Linked DNA regions of Mus musculus: region 2 is linked to region 1. A link is a contact called in public HiChIP or PLAC-seq data. All regions are on one chromosome and are shown on one strand. The core of a region is the stretch at or near the end of the contact, and the rest is flanking DNA. Distances in the headings are between cores, read along the strand shown. Region 1 has its middle 2.8 kb from the start of Gm35572. Region 2 holds the start of Olfr374 (olfactory receptor 374).

Evidence for each region. HiChIP or PLAC-seq counts read pairs in DNA pulled down with a chosen protein or histone mark.
Region 2: a contact with region 1 is called in a RAD21 HiChIP or PLAC-seq map of pro-B cells, with 14 times the contacts expected there. The contact joins the promoter of Olfr374 here to the enhancer-like site in region 1. A contact is called at or near these places in 15 of 39 promoter capture datasets (the 3T3-L1 cell line, the C10 cell line, the HPC-7 cell line and 7 more), 1 of 15 datasets of contacts at CTCF or cohesin (pro-B cells), 1 of 115 datasets of contacts at active chromatin or transcription factors (embryonic stem cells) and 2 of 9 other capture datasets (embryonic stem cells and liver).

What each region holds. Positions count from the first base shown.
Region 1 is chr8:71,757,599-71,760,410 of GRCm38.p6, forward strand. No RefSeq gene overlaps it. Among named protein-coding and RNA genes, the nearest start is that of Gm35572, 2.8 kb to the left of the region's middle. Within about 2 kb of position 1,408, at least 11 of the 459 cell types and tissues checked have an H3K27ac peak or open chromatin away from gene starts, as enhancers often do. A contact at or near this core is called in pro-B cells, where this site is marked.
Region 2 is chr8:72,105,635-72,108,446 of GRCm38.p6, forward strand. Olfr374 (olfactory receptor 374) reads left to right here and starts at 1,406. Exons shown (of 2, transcript NM_146338.2): 1 at 1,406-1,536.

The DNA of each region.
Region 1 (2,812 bases), core at 158-2,657:
CTCTTATTGCCCCAGTCTTTTATTGATATTCCAAATGGAGGTAAAAAAAAAAGACATTGTATAATTGTTGCCAAGTTAGATTTAAAGGAATAACCACAACCCACAAAGAACCAAGAATTACAATTGCTCTCCAAAGTTTCAAGGCCTGTTCCTAGGCCTATAGCCAAAGTAATAATAATTGCAAGTTTATCATTGTTTAAACTTTAACTTTGATTCATTATACACAGTAGCTCAGAGGCCAGCTACTTGCATTTTCCTGTGAAGCTCTAATGATAAATGACATGGGCAAAGCTGCCAGGCAGTGGCCAGAAAGAATCAAGTTAACCCTTAACTCAGCAGTTCTGCTAGCTTTCTGTGTCTGCACATTGCACACAATGCTATAGCTGTCTCTTGTGACTACGCCGGGGCCTAGCAAACACAGAAGTGGATGCTCACAGTCAACTATTGGATGGATCACAGGGCCCCCAATGGAGGAGCTAGAGAAAGTACCCAAGGAGCTAAAGGGATCTGCAACCCTATAGGTGGAACAACATTATGAACTAACCAGTACCCCAGAGCTCTTGACTCTAGCTGCATATGTATCAGAAGATGGTCTATCGGCCATCAGTGGAAAGAGAGGCCCATTGGTTGTGCAAACTTTATATGCCCCAGTACAGGGGAACGCCAGGGCCAAGAAGTGGGAGTGGGTGGGTGGGGGAGTGGGTGGGGGAGCATGTGGGGGACTTTTGGGATAGCATTGGAAATGTAAATGAGGAAAATACCTAATTAAAAAAAAGAGTCCCAGTGTTTTGACTTAGTTTTACTAGTGTAAGGTTTTACATATTCTATACTTGTTTATTCAGGAACCATTCTCAAATGTTGTGCAAAGCTCATTTCATGGGCTGGAAAGATGGCTCAGCAGTTAAGAGCACTGACTGCTCTTCCAGGCGTCCTGAGTTCAATTCCCAGAACCCACATGGTGGATCATAACCATCTGTAATGGGGTCTGACACCCTCTTCTGGTGTGTGTTGAAGACAGTTATAATTGTACATAAAATAAATATTTTTAAAGAAAACTCATTTCATAGCATCAATAGTTTTTTTCTTTCTTGGGGTCCTAATGTTGGCTCTAATTCATTTTCTAATAAGTTTTTCAAACTTTCTCTGCAAGTCAAGCATTAATCTGGAGCTACCATTGTGCAGTTATTACATTGTTTCCAAGATGAGAGCACACAGCATGCCTCAGTTTTTAATTGTTTAAGAATCATTATATCAAGAAACATCTAGTTTCACAGAATTCATTAGAGCAGAAGGAGAAAGAAATAAGAAAGTCAGCTATAATAGAATAATTATGCACACCAGGGCCAACTGAAAAGCAGTCATGCACAAATGAATCAGCTGTTGTTCAGGGCTATGTTTAGGGGAAATGGGAACAACTGTTTTTTTTTTTTTTTAAACAAAGAGTTGCCATGGGTTACTAAGATGTCTCTACTTCGGCCTACTGCACGCAATCCCTGTCATTGTATGCTGTTCCCAGCACACACACGCATCCTCACACACACATAACTGCATCCACACACATGCACTGTCACATGCACACACAGACACAAACACATACACATGCATCCTCAGACACACATGCATGTGCCCACACACATGCACATACACACGCACCCTCAGACACATGCGCACAAACAGACACATGCGCACAAACATATAGGTAAATACTGAAGAGCAAGTGAGAATCAGGGCGAAGCTCAGTAGCAGAGCAGCTGCCCAGGATGTGTGGGCCTTGGGCACCGTGCTGGCAAACGTGTGGGCACAGAAGTGGCTCAGTATTGTTGCAGAGGACCCACCTGCCAGTGTTCTCGTGGGCCAGCTCACAATTATCTGTAGTTCCATTGCCAAGTGTTCTGACCCTCTCTTTCAGTCTTCATGGTCACCGCACTCGTGTTCACAATCCCATACATATCTACATGCTTATGCACGTAGTTAAAATAAATTTTTAGTGCCAAAAGTACCAAACCCTAGAAAGAACAGTCAAATGTCCCCATGTCTGGACACAGATTGGTCCCTTGGGGCTAGAAAGAGGAAGCTTGGTCACCAGCTGAGAAGTACCAGACAATGAGGGGCTCTATGGGCTTCCAGGGAGGTCAAGTCTGAGCCATGCTCTGCAGACCCAGCCAATTTCACACAAATTACAAAGATCATACAAGATCCCAGCTAGCCGAACAGCTCAGGAGAAAGGTGCTCGCTGCCACACCTGATGCTCTTGCATTTGCTCTCCAAGTCCCCACATGATAGAAGGAAAACTGGCTGCTTGGAGCTGTCCTCTGACTTCCAGAGTTTGTGACGTGTCTCCCAAGATATAAATTAAAGCCACTTAAAAATAGAAGACCATGACACTTGAAAGATGGCCCGCAGTTGGGAGCATTTGCTGTTGAACTAGAGTCTAGATCCTAGCACCCACATGGGCTACTCACAAATGCTAGTCACTCCAGGTCTGAGGCACACAGCATCTGCTCTGGCTTCTAGCATACCTAAGCTATGATGGGCTACCCTTGACTGAGAAGATCTCCCACTGGAGACCGGCCTTCACCTGCCTGGCTGTCCTGGGCTGCTTCGTGTCACTGCTGGCCATGGGCCCGTGCTATGGGGCCACCCTTTGTGCACTGGTGGCCAATGGCCAGCGCTACAGCCATGCACTCAGACTGACAGCCCTGGTACTGTTCTCAGCAGTGGCCTCTTTCACACCTAGCAATGTGCTGCTGGTGCTGCACTATTCAAACCCGAGCCCTGAGGCCTGGGGCAATCTCTATGGAGCCTATGTGCC
Region 2 (2,812 bases), core at 156-2,655, 350 kb after region 1:
GACTTGTGCTGCACTCTGGAGGCAGAGGCAGGCAGATCCACAGCTAAACAGAAAACTCTGCCTCGAAAAGCAAAAAAACAAAGAGTTGTTTTATTTTCACATCTGTGTCTGTGTGTTTGTCTGTGGGGTTGGGGCTTGTGCAAGTGTATGCAGTGCTCTCCAAGTGCAGAGCAAGAACAAGGGTTTATAGGCAGTTGTGAACCACCAGAGCTGGGAACTGAATTCAGACCCTCTGCAAGAGCAGAAAATTCTTACCCACTGAGCTGTCTCTCCAATTTATCCCTCTCTCCTCCCTTCCCCAGCCCCTCTCCCTCCCCTCTCTGACACTGGAGCTGGAACCCAGCACCTCTTGTATGCTAGGCATTCTTGGGGTATCCTCACCAGTTCATATTGGGTTAAGGTCCACTGTGGTTTTGAGTAGGACACACAGTGTTCAAGTGACAGCACATCCAGCCGAAAGCTCCTGTGTTCCACCGGGAAAACATGAGAGCAGTGGCCTGTCCACTTCAGCAACAGCCCCTCTCCTGCCAGCTCCAGACCCCCAGTCCCTGACAGCAGTGCTAAGACAGCAGAGAAAGCTCAGCCCCAAGACTTCGTGAGAAACTGCAGGGGTGAGCTCAAGGAGCCACAGCAAACGCCCACAGGTCAGGTTGACAGAGGGCCCAGAACCAGGAAAATGGGTCCTGGAGAAGGGGCTTGCGATGAACAGAGAGCTTGGCAAGCTTGCGGGAGATATGGAGGGACTCCAGCCAGAAAACTGGGACCTCAGAAAGCGTGGCTTAGAAGGGAAAGGGAGGCTGACAGTGGTTATAGACAAAGCTAGGTCCTCAGGTGGGAACGGGACCCCACATGAGGTTGGGGTGCACCCCTCAAGGAAGGAAAAGAGCCAACTGCTGCTGCTTTAGAAGTGAGTCAGGGAAGCAGCTTTCAAAAGAATGGGGTCAGACTAAGAGGACTAGTGTAGCCTTTCCTCGTGGGGCTCCATTCCTGCGTCACTGAATGATATGAAAATGCTGCATACCTGAACACATATGGACAAAACAGAAATCATATCTGCTACAGCCTTTGTGTCCTTCACCCCAAAAAAGTTAATAAATAATCTATATGAAGGGTCTATTTCCCTTAGGGAGCAGTAGGAAGCCTCAACGCTATCTCAGGGTTTGAGCAGGTCTAATAGTGTCAAGAGAATTCCACCAAACCATGCTTTTCAAGGGATCCCCAAAGAATCCTAGAGACACTGGCACCAAAGGTGTGGAGGGAAAACCTGGGCAGGAAGTACAGTGCCCTTGGCCCCTAAGAAGCTGGCTTGATAGGGACAGAACACAGAACAATTAACCAGTTGATCCTAACAAGACCCTGGGGAACAAGCCAGGCAATGAGGACAGAGGGTAAGCTGTGCTCTGCCAAGGCCTTGCACAGACTTTTGTAGGGACAGAAAACTGCCTCACGCGTCACACTCTGTCCAGGAGCTTTTCCCAAGAAGAGCTGGCTTACCTCCCACCAAGCATCCCAAGGCCAGAAGCAAACCTTCCATAGGTGAGTAAAGTCGGGGGTTGGGGGGAGTAAGGGGGCCACACCAGGCAGTGAGCCTGGAGGGTATAGCCAAGCCTACTGTGTGACCTGGGACAAGTGGCTTTGCCTTTCTGGGTCTCACTTAAGTTGTGTCTATTTAAAAAAAAAAAAAAAGATGCAAGAAAATGGGCAGTTCTGCCAAGTAGTGAGTATCTGGGTCCTGCGTGTCAGGGTTGCTTCTGAAACAAGGTCGTATGTAGCCCTGGCTATTCTGGAGCTTGTCATCCTCCTGCTTCAGCTTTCTGAGTGTTGGCGTGGCAGATGAGCCCACCATGCTCAGCTTGTATAGTATGGTATTAAGAGGTTTGGAACAAGACAGATTGTGAAGTATGGGGCCATTGATAATTTCCTGAGTCCCCTTGTGTATGAATGGAGATAAAAGCCTTACCTGGAATGCTGAGTGTGATGCAGGGGCCTCCACCCACTCTTTGTAAGGAGCTTCTCATGGACACTAGCTACCAGCTATTAGCAGCAGCTCACCCGGAGCCAGGCGCACAGGGAGCCAGTGCAAGATTTTCTACAGCACAGAGGCAGCTCCCTCTCGCCTTGACCAGGCACACTATAGAGATTAATCCTGGTACCAAGGACACCAATGAAGGGACAAGCTGAGAGGCAACGGGAGGAGGAAGCCTGGGTGTGGACATCCATGCCTGTCATCCCAATATATAGGATGCTGAGGCAGGATGGCTATAGAGTGAGACTCCATTCCCAAAAGCAAAGGCTAAGGGTGTGGCACAGTAGAAAAGCAAGCACATGCCAGCAGAGTCCCTGTATTCAGCAAATAATAATAATAATAATTTAAAAGTGAAAAAAGGAGGAAGAGGAGGGGAAGAGGAAGAGGAAGAAAGAATGAGAAGGGAGAAGAAGAAGAGAGAGAGAGATAAGGGGCAGACAGGATGGTCAGGACCCTTCAACAGCTACGGTCCTGCCACTGTCCACCCAGTGCCCTGCCTTGAGAGATGTGACTTCAGTGGGCTGAGGCTGAGCCAGGGGACCCAGAATCAGGCCAAACATGGAGATAGGCTTGACGTCACCTGTAGGGACCTGAACAAGCCCAGCAAGAATCAGGACACCTAAGAGGAGTTAAGGACCTTGGGTCAGTGGCCTTGAGCAAAGAATGGCGTTAGGATCTGAAATGTGTGTGTGTGTGTGTGTGTGTGTGTGAGAGAGAGAGAGAGAGAGAGAGAGAGAGAGAGAGAGAGAGAGAGAGAGAGAGAGAACTCCAGCTTGGCTAGGTTTA